2 separate regions of the Mus musculus genome follow, and region 2 is linked to region 1. Evidence: chromatin contacts called from public HiChIP or PLAC-seq data. All regions are on one chromosome and are shown on one strand. Each heading gives the region's core, a stretch centred on a gene start, on an enhancer-like site or on the middle of the called end of the contact. The rest is flanking DNA. Distances are from core to core; before and after follow the strand shown. Region 1 overlaps Gm13067 (a long non-coding RNA gene). Region 2 overlaps Gm42354 (a long non-coding RNA gene).

What was found. HiChIP or PLAC-seq counts read pairs in DNA pulled down with a chosen protein or histone mark.
Region 2: a contact with region 1 is called in an H3K4me3 HiChIP or PLAC-seq map of embryonic stem cells, with 21 read pairs. The contact joins two enhancer-like sites. A contact is called at or near these places in 3 of 39 promoter capture datasets (the C10 cell line, cranial neural crest and pre-B cells), 1 of 484 Hi-C or Micro-C datasets (bone marrow-derived macrophages), 14 of 115 datasets of contacts at active chromatin or transcription factors (bone marrow-derived macrophages, double positive thymocytes, embryonic basal ganglia and 8 more) and 1 of 9 other capture datasets (embryonic stem cells).

Annotation. Positions count from the first base shown.
Region 1 is chr4:150,047,548-150,051,616 of GRCm38.p6, forward strand. It overlaps Gm13067 (a long non-coding RNA gene), which reads left to right. Exons shown (of 7, transcript XR_390962.2): 6 at 132-1,718. Among named protein-coding and RNA genes, the nearest start is that of Mir34a, 19 kb to the right of the region's middle. Within about 2 kb of position 1,759, at least 187 of the 459 cell types and tissues checked have an H3K27ac peak or open chromatin away from gene starts, as enhancers often do. A contact at or near this core is called in embryonic stem cells, where this site is marked.
Region 2 is chr4:149,798,280-149,802,339 of GRCm38.p6, forward strand. Gm42354 (a long non-coding RNA gene) reads left to right here. Exons shown (of 3, transcript XR_881588.1): 2 at 2,033-2,194; 3 at 3,452-4,060. Among named protein-coding and RNA genes, the nearest start is that of Gm42354, 9.6 kb to the left of the region's middle. Within about 2 kb of position 1,977, at least 26 of the 459 cell types and tissues checked have an H3K27ac peak or open chromatin away from gene starts, as enhancers often do. A contact at or near this core is called in embryonic stem cells, where this site is marked.

The DNA.
Region 1 (4,069 bases), core at 509-3,008:
GATACTACAAGTCTGGGGAAAGAGAATGCACAGGCTCATGCCCAGACATTTCCTTCTGCAAAACGGGGAGGTGAGGCCACTGCCCAAGGGTCCTTGCATGCTGGGCCAGTGTTTGCCTCTCTCTTCCTCAGAAGAACTCCCTTTCCCTTCCGTGTTGGAGGAATCGAGTCTCTCCCTCTTGATGCAGAGAATTTTGCTCTGGTGACCCAGGACCGCTTCAGTCTCACGGCTGTGCTTGGCGCTCACTCTCACGGGGACCCTGCTGAAGTGTGAATTCCAAGCGCGTGGAGGACTGGAGATGACGTGCACGGGTGTGAGTTTGCAGCTGATGAAGGGATTTCTGACATATAACTAACCACCCAGGACGGAGACATAGAGCCTGTGTCACAATGGAGCCGAGGGCAGTTTGTCTCTGGAGCATCCTGGCTGAGCCGGAGATCCATACTAGCAGGGGACATAATCATAGGTGGAGTCCCCTTTCCCACAGGGCAAGGTGGTCTTCAGGGCTGTGCACACCGAGCCTCTCTACTAACCCACAAGGGGGTCCTGTGCCGGCTGCCCTGGATAGAGAAGAAAGCGTGAGAAATGGGAGGCGCGTGCCTGGCTCGCTGCCCAGGCTCCTCCCTGCAGCTCTCTGCTCGGTACTTCAGTCTAAGTTTGTACAAAAGCCCTGCCCCACTCGAGGTCTCTTGCCCTGCGCTCCCGGCTCAAGAGCGCCATGCGCCCAGCAAGTCTCCCTCACTCCTGGGACCGGCTCACCGAGTTTTAAGACCTACGGAGCTGGGTCGACACAAAATCCCGCAGCGCCACAACTTGGAGACACGGTGAGTTGGAGAAAGGACACAGGGCCACGGCAGGGTGCTTGTTCCTGGCATGAAAACCTGGGGCTACGAGGGACACCCGAAACACTCTGAGGTGGCAATGGCTCAGAGAAGACGCTTCCATATTTAAGTGATCTGGACGTGGAACTTTTCTGACCTCTCCCTAGGGCGCTATCCTGCGGGCTGAGTAGCGTGTTGCGTGTCCCTGTGGTTTCTATTTGCTTGTTATAGGCCCACTCAGGTTTCGGTCTCATTGCGGAGAGGCGAGGGGGTACCCGGAAGAATCGCGATGGCCCGGGGTGCATGCATCAGCCTTAGGGTGGTGCGCCCTGAAACTAGGCAGCGAGCGAGACAAGGGACGCTGCGCAAACTCTGAGCTCTCGCTGGGGGAAGAGCGGACCCGGGCAGAGCAGAGGCGGAGGTGCGGGACCCAATGTCTGCAACCTGCGCGATAGGACCCCGGCCTGGCTGCTCGGTGCCCTTACGGTGTCCGGCCACCTCCCCCTACCCCTCCCTATTCCCCGCCTGGCCAACGCATAGACCAGCGTGACCCGGGCGTCCGCAGTGCTCGCTGGCACCGCCCTCACGCGCCCGGCCTTTCGCCCACCTTGACCCACTTTTTCTTCCCAGGTGACAGAGATGTGGCCATACCGACCATTTAAAGCGATTCCAACTCCGGCGAAGCCTGGCTGGAAAGACGCGGCTTCCATCCCGGCAGCCTGGAGGAGGATCGAGCAGGGGCTGTGCCTGGGCTTGCCTGGACTTGTTCAGAGAAGGGCTGCTCCCCTCGGTAACTGCACAGATTGGGGGCTTTGGGAGACGTTGCCAGAACCTGGAAGCCACGGCCGGGGGCTACTGGGGCCCGGGGTCTGCGCACCTGCTCGCCGTGGAGCCCAGGTAAACACTGAGCCGGTGTGCTTGTCTGTGGGAAAGTGTGCGAAGGAGTCGGGAACTAGGCCGAGTACTTGAGTGGTAATTACAGAGAACTGCTGGGTTGTGCAGCCCTGGGAAGGCGAAGAATTTCCAAGAAGTAACAAAATGTCCTTTGATATCATCATCTCTGGAGAGAAAGGGTTCCTTTGGGGGAGTTTTGCTTGGGCCGATTTTTTTCTTCTTTGATCTTTGTTGGGCGTGAAGAAGGCTCTGACGCCTTTGGGCTGTGCTCACCAATCTGGGAGTTGGGCTAAAGCTGACGACTCCCAGGTCCTCTTTCCCACCCATAAATGGGGGCACTGACCCTGCCACCCAGACTTGTACTGAGAAATTTATTAGGCAGGAAAAAAAAGTGCTTGGGTCACTAAAGCTGTGTTCTGAAAGTGTGTGTGTGTGTGTGTGTGTGTGTGTGTGTGTGTGTGTGTGTGACAATGTAGTGTGTAGCCCAAGCTAGTCTTGAGCTCAAGGCATTTCCCGCCTCAGCCTCCTGCACATAGATTCCTATTCTAACGTTGAAGCAGAGGGGTTTCCCCCGGGGTGGGTGAGAGTGCCCCTGCTGGCAGGGGCTCTGCCTAGCCTGAAAGCTTTATTGTACTCCGTGTAGCAGGGGCCAACCCAGGTCCGTCCGAGTCCCGTCCCGTCCCCCCCCCCCCCCCCCCAAGGCAGCTCAAGGACAAGTTTATTAGGATGTGAGAGAAAACAACGTGTCAGGCAAGCAGCACGTGTTGCCGAGGGCCCTGGGAAGAGGACACGGGAGAGAAGAAGAGAAAGCCATGCCTTTTGCAATGGAGGTGGGCAAGCAGCTGTGTGGCAGGGGTGGAAGATTTCAGAGAAAGAGTGCAAGAAGGCCCAGGGTGCCAGAAAGCAGGCTTGAGCCGCAGTCAGTAACCAAGAGAAAAGGTGACCAAGAAAGAGGAGGTGTGAGTTGGGACTCAGAAAGCAGAGCAGGCAGAGCCTGCAGGGCCATCCATGCTCAGAAGCCTTGTGAGATGGAGGAAGCTCGCTCGCTCTCTCTGGCTGCTTGGAGGGAGGTGTTTCCAGGAAGGACGAGGGCATCCTTTCATCAAGGGGATAATTATTTCTCTTTCTTCTTGGCCTGTCTTCAGGAGAATCCAGTTTCCTGGATGTGGGAGGGGCAGGGGTAGACTTCTGGCTGGGTGATTGGCAGGCCCCACTGGATTAAAGCTTAAAAGGAGGAGAAGATAGTATGTGATGTTTGGGGGTAGCTTAGGATGTCAGATCTCCACTCCTGGCCAGAGGTGGAATTTACATTCTGTTCTTTCAACTGGGAGGAATTAGTCTTCCCTTAACGAGCCTCAACAAAGCCAAGATCCCTCCATTCTTTTGGATGGTATTTTAAATATTAAGGAGGCAATTTGAACGTTTCCATTTATTAGCAAAACATGAAGGAGGGATTCATCCTGAGTGGCCTCTAAGCCCCCTGATATCCAGCTATGGAGCACTAGGTGATCATCTAGCAGCACCCACAGGACACATACTGCCATTCCCCTTCCCCACCCCATGCCTGGCAGGGCTCTACAGAGACCTGGGACCTGTGGCCTCTTGACAGTCAATGCTTGGGCTGGTGCATCTAGACATGACTGGGCCTCTTGTATAAAATGTCACATCCAGGGACAAAGTGGCACAGTGTTATGTGTGGCCAGTCCTGCCTCTGTCTGCCGTTCCGAGAGAACTCGGGGACAAATGGCTGTTCTTTGAGCTACAGTACTACGCAGTAATGGCCAGCGTGGCCATGGTAGGGAAAGAGGGAAACGTGTACATTTAAATATTAACCTTGAAGGTTCATCTGAGCTGTTTGAGACAGGATCAACTGGTACCCCGGGACCCACTGACATCAGATGCTAAGTATGTTAGTAATGGGCCATTCCCCTGAGCAACACCAGCCTTCAGACCAGTGGGCTCTCTCCCTTGCTCTGCCAATCTGGCTTTCTTCTAAAGTCTCAAGGATCCTTGACTAACAGACTTGGCAGCCACAGGGACATTTTTGCTTCTCACCCTGAATCCTTGGTACACATCACCAGCTAAAGCTAGACAAGCCCCCGGATTGACTGCTCATAGCATCCAGGACTAGCCTCCCAGTGTTCTGTACTACTGTTGCCACTGGTAATTGGCCTAGACAGCAGAGCAGGGTGCCAGGGCGGAAAGAGGCTGCTGTGGTTGTAGGACACATGACCCCTGACTTCAAGAGATCCGGGAGATGGACGTGAAAATAGGCAGGCAGGCTCACTCCTTCACCAGTTGTTGTGTGCAGAGAGTCACTGAGGGTGAGTCTGACAGGGGAAGGTGGGCGCTCT
Region 2 (4,060 bases), core at 727-3,226, 250 kb before region 1:
GCGGCTACAGAGTTAGGAACAGGATCCAAGCAGCCAGCCTGGCAGCATCAGAGCCCATCTGAGGCAAGTGCCACACAGCTCCTGAGGTAGAGCAGCCTCCACAGTGAGGCATGGCACCTTCCCTGGTATCATCTTCTCACTGTCACCAGTGGGTGTGGAAAGAACTAGATTTAGTGACCCTCAACTCATCTGTTAACTGGTCCCTGCCATGAGCGTGTCCCTCAGTGGTTGGAATTTTGGTCCTCTGTGGTAATGTTGGGAGGTCATAGACTGTCTTACGCTCTAGGCGGCTGTCTCTTCTTCTCTCACATGCTCCTTTCAACAAGGGACCATCTGCATGTGAGTGAGAGATCCCATCTCAAAAAGCCAACAGCAACAATGGTAAATGACAAAGGAAAAGAGAGATGCAGGTCTGGAGTTCAGGGGTCAGAGGCAAGTAACTGTAGCTTTGTGACAGTTCCCAGGCCAGCTGGGAGTTTGTCTGCCTGTCTCACCAGAATAAACAAACAGGCTCCCGGGAAGTCACATGGGGCTGCCTCTCTCTGCTCCCAGCCTTCCTCCCAGCTAGCCTGGGAGCCATCAGTCCCTTGGGGGTGGGGGAGGCACTGGACTCTTGTTGGTGGGTGGTTCCTGTTGCAGTCACGCACTCTAGGCAACAGGTCTAGTTGTTAGTGAGTCTGAGCAGGGGTAGGACTTGTTTGTCTCATGCTCTGATTTTTCTCTCCACGCCCCTTTCCCCTCAGTGAGAATCTGCACTTGAACAAATCCCAGCTCAAACAATGAATGGGTCAGCATCTGTTTACCACTGCCTGACTTTTATCCCACTATCCCTTGGGACAAATATATCGACCATGAGTATCAAACGTGGGCTCATGGTGTGGGGGATGACCCTTAAAACATCTGCCCCTAACTGTGTCCTTCTTTAGACAGGGGCAGAATGGAGCTTTGTTCTTAATTTACAAGTCAGAAGGAAGTCCTCAGAGAAAGCGCCTTTCAGCACCGTCTCAAGATGGTGCCAGGATTTTCCCATTTACGGGTGGGGGGTGGGGGTGGGGGCTCTTCTACAAAAGAAATCACGAACTATTTTTCATAAAGACCACCCAGGCAGACTTTATAATACAGTTGAAACTTTTAAAAATATTTATTATTTTTAAATTTTTGAGTGCATGGGTGGGTGTGGGGGTGTGGGGTGCATGCACGCACAAAAGCACAATGCAGGTAACTTAGAGGCCAGAAGAGGGCAGATTTCTCAGAGCTGGCATTACGGGTGGTCATGAGTCATTCCTATAGGTGCTGGGAACCAAACAGTAAACCTACCATGTGTTCTAACTGCTGAGTCTCTCTCCAGTCTAGGAATTAATTTTTTTGTGTGGGGTCCAAAAAATGTCAGACTTTTGACCTCTCAGCTCTGAGGAGAGCTGGCTGGGCCAGGTGCAGCTGTCTTTCCTTAGCCTCAGAGGGAAGTGTGTGTGTGTGTGTTTGTGTGTGTAGAAGGCAGAAATTAAGAGTACATGTTTTTTTTTTTTTTCACTCAGTCTTCATATTTTTGAGACAGATTCTCTCATGGAAGTTTAGTAACTTTGTTAGGCTGACTTGCCAGTGAGTTCCAGAAGTCCACGGGTACCAGACCTCTGGCAGTCCTGGGACTCTAGATGTGCATCACATGACCGATGTGTTCACAAGGACATTGGTCATCAGAACGCAAGTCCTCGTGCTGGGCCGCAGGCGCTGCATTGACGGAGCCGGTTCCATGGTCTCTCAGGGGGTTTTTAAACTGAATAGTGATGACTGGTCTCGGGCAGTGGTCAGCCGTTGATGTGTTTACAATGGAAAGGAAGGGAAAGCGGGGAAGCTCTGACTGGCATCAGCGCCGGAGCCAGGGAGAGGTCATCGAAGCTGCAAGCAGCATCCTGGGTAGCCGCACAGGATAGCCGCTAAAGGGCGCTGGGATTGGCTGCTGTACTTCCCTGCCTCTCGGATCTGACCTTGACTCCTCTGTGACTCATTCATATCTCTTTCCACAACACTGCAGGGTCTGAGGACAGTGGCTGGCTGGATCTGGTTTACTTTTTTGTATTCCCAGAAGCAGGATGAAGGATCAGCCCAGTTTCCCAGGAAATGTGTGCGCTGTGGAGGCCGCTTGCTGTGGTCTCTGGGTTGTAGCAGAGCTCAAAGAGCTCAGAGTTAGAGAGAGGTAAGAAGCCGTGAAGGGGGGGGGGGGGCTGGAGAGATGGCTCAGCGGTTAAGAGCTCCAGAGGTCCTGAGTTCAAATCCCAGCTACAACCATCTGTAATGGTATCTGATGCCCTCTTCTGGTGTGTCTGAAGAGAGCTAGTGTGTATTCATAAAACAAAAACAAAACAATAAGAAGCTCTGAGGAGGCTGTGTGTGGGTGGAGGTGTGGGTGTGGGTGGAGGTGGGGGCTCTGCTATGGAGCCCGGAATGCACCCAGATTGCACAGTGTATGGGGTATGGATTCAGTAGGAAGATTAGACCTGCCCTGGTTCAAGCTGGTTCAAGCTGGCAGAGTCAGGGACAAGGCCCAGGTACAGCAGAGCAGTGCATTGTGGCTTAGGCTTTAATGAAATAATGAAAACAGGCCTGTGGAGGGAAAAAGGCGATCCTTCCAGTCACAGGCTCAGCCCAAGGCTAGAAAGTCATTATAGGCTAGGAGTGTCAGCAAAGGGACCCAGCACCACAACTAAGAGGGAGTTTACTAGGCATGTAAGGCTGGCTCAGTATTAGAAAGCCAATTAATAAAATTCACTGTTTGAAGAGACTGAAGAAAGAAAAAGACAAAACAAAACAATAATAAAAAACCAAAAACCAAACCACAAATAAAAAAAAAAAACAAAAACAAAGAACAAACAGACAGAAAACCCAAACCAAAACACCATGTGGCAAAAACACAAACTACATGGGGTAAAATGCTCAGCAACTAAGAGATGGAAAGGAACTTCAACATCATAATAAAAATCCACAGAGCATGGCCGATCCCAGAGTGGAAGACGAGAAGCTGGTGGCTCTCCTGCAGACAGCAGGCACAAGGCCAGCTCATCACTACTGTCTGACACCGTACGGGAAGTTTCAACCAATGCAATAAGACAAGAAAGGGAATAGCATAAAAGATTCCCCCCCTCCTCTTCTTCCTCCTCTTCCTCCCCCCTCCCCCTCCCTCCCCCTCCTCCTCTTCCTCCTCCTCCTCTTCCTCCTCCTCCTCTTCCTCTTCCTCTTCCTCATCCTCCTCCTCCTCCAGTTCCTATAACTAGCAAAAAACTGAATACAGTGAGCATAGAAAGGTTATAAGACAAACATTTGACCTGAAACCGGCAGAAATAAGGGTCCCGAATGAGGTGCTGTGTGTGAGGATCAGGTTAAGAAGCAGAGAAGACACAAAGGCAATACCTGGGGTCAGGAGGATTAAGTATAACATCTTATATACTACTTACAGGGGGGAGAACGGCCAAGCTACAGGTCAGACAGTCTTGGCAAAGAGAACACAGGATGCCTCAGACACAGCTGCCCAAGGACGGATAACTACCTCCCAGGGGGAAGAGTCCAGACCCCAGAAACCATGACAACCTTGACTCCCCTGAGGCATTGGCTGCAGCAGGTTGCAGGCCTCACCAAATCCGTTCCTGGTAAGGCCAAGGAAGAGATGCTCCCCTTGTCTTGTCATGCGGGCTTCCAAGGAAGTCTTGGATTGGCTTGGCTCCCTGCAAGCACGCGTAGATAAAGTCATTACCTTCCTAATGCATGTATCAGACAAGTGGGATTTGAAATTAAAAGCATGGCCAAGACAGCTCAGTCAGTCAACAGGGTCTAAAGCAAGGGAGTGAGGATTGGAAAAGAAGAAAAACAATTAGACAAAATTATAGCATGACTCCAGTCTGCACTGAGGCTGAAATAGCCTAGATACATCCAAAAACCATGGTCAGCTCTTAGATCAAAGACAAAGCAATCAAGCCAAGTAGTGAATAAAGAGATCACACGGGATAGTGATTAAGTGGTCAGCAAAGAGATCACACAAGGCATTAATTCAGCAAAGCAGTAAACAAAG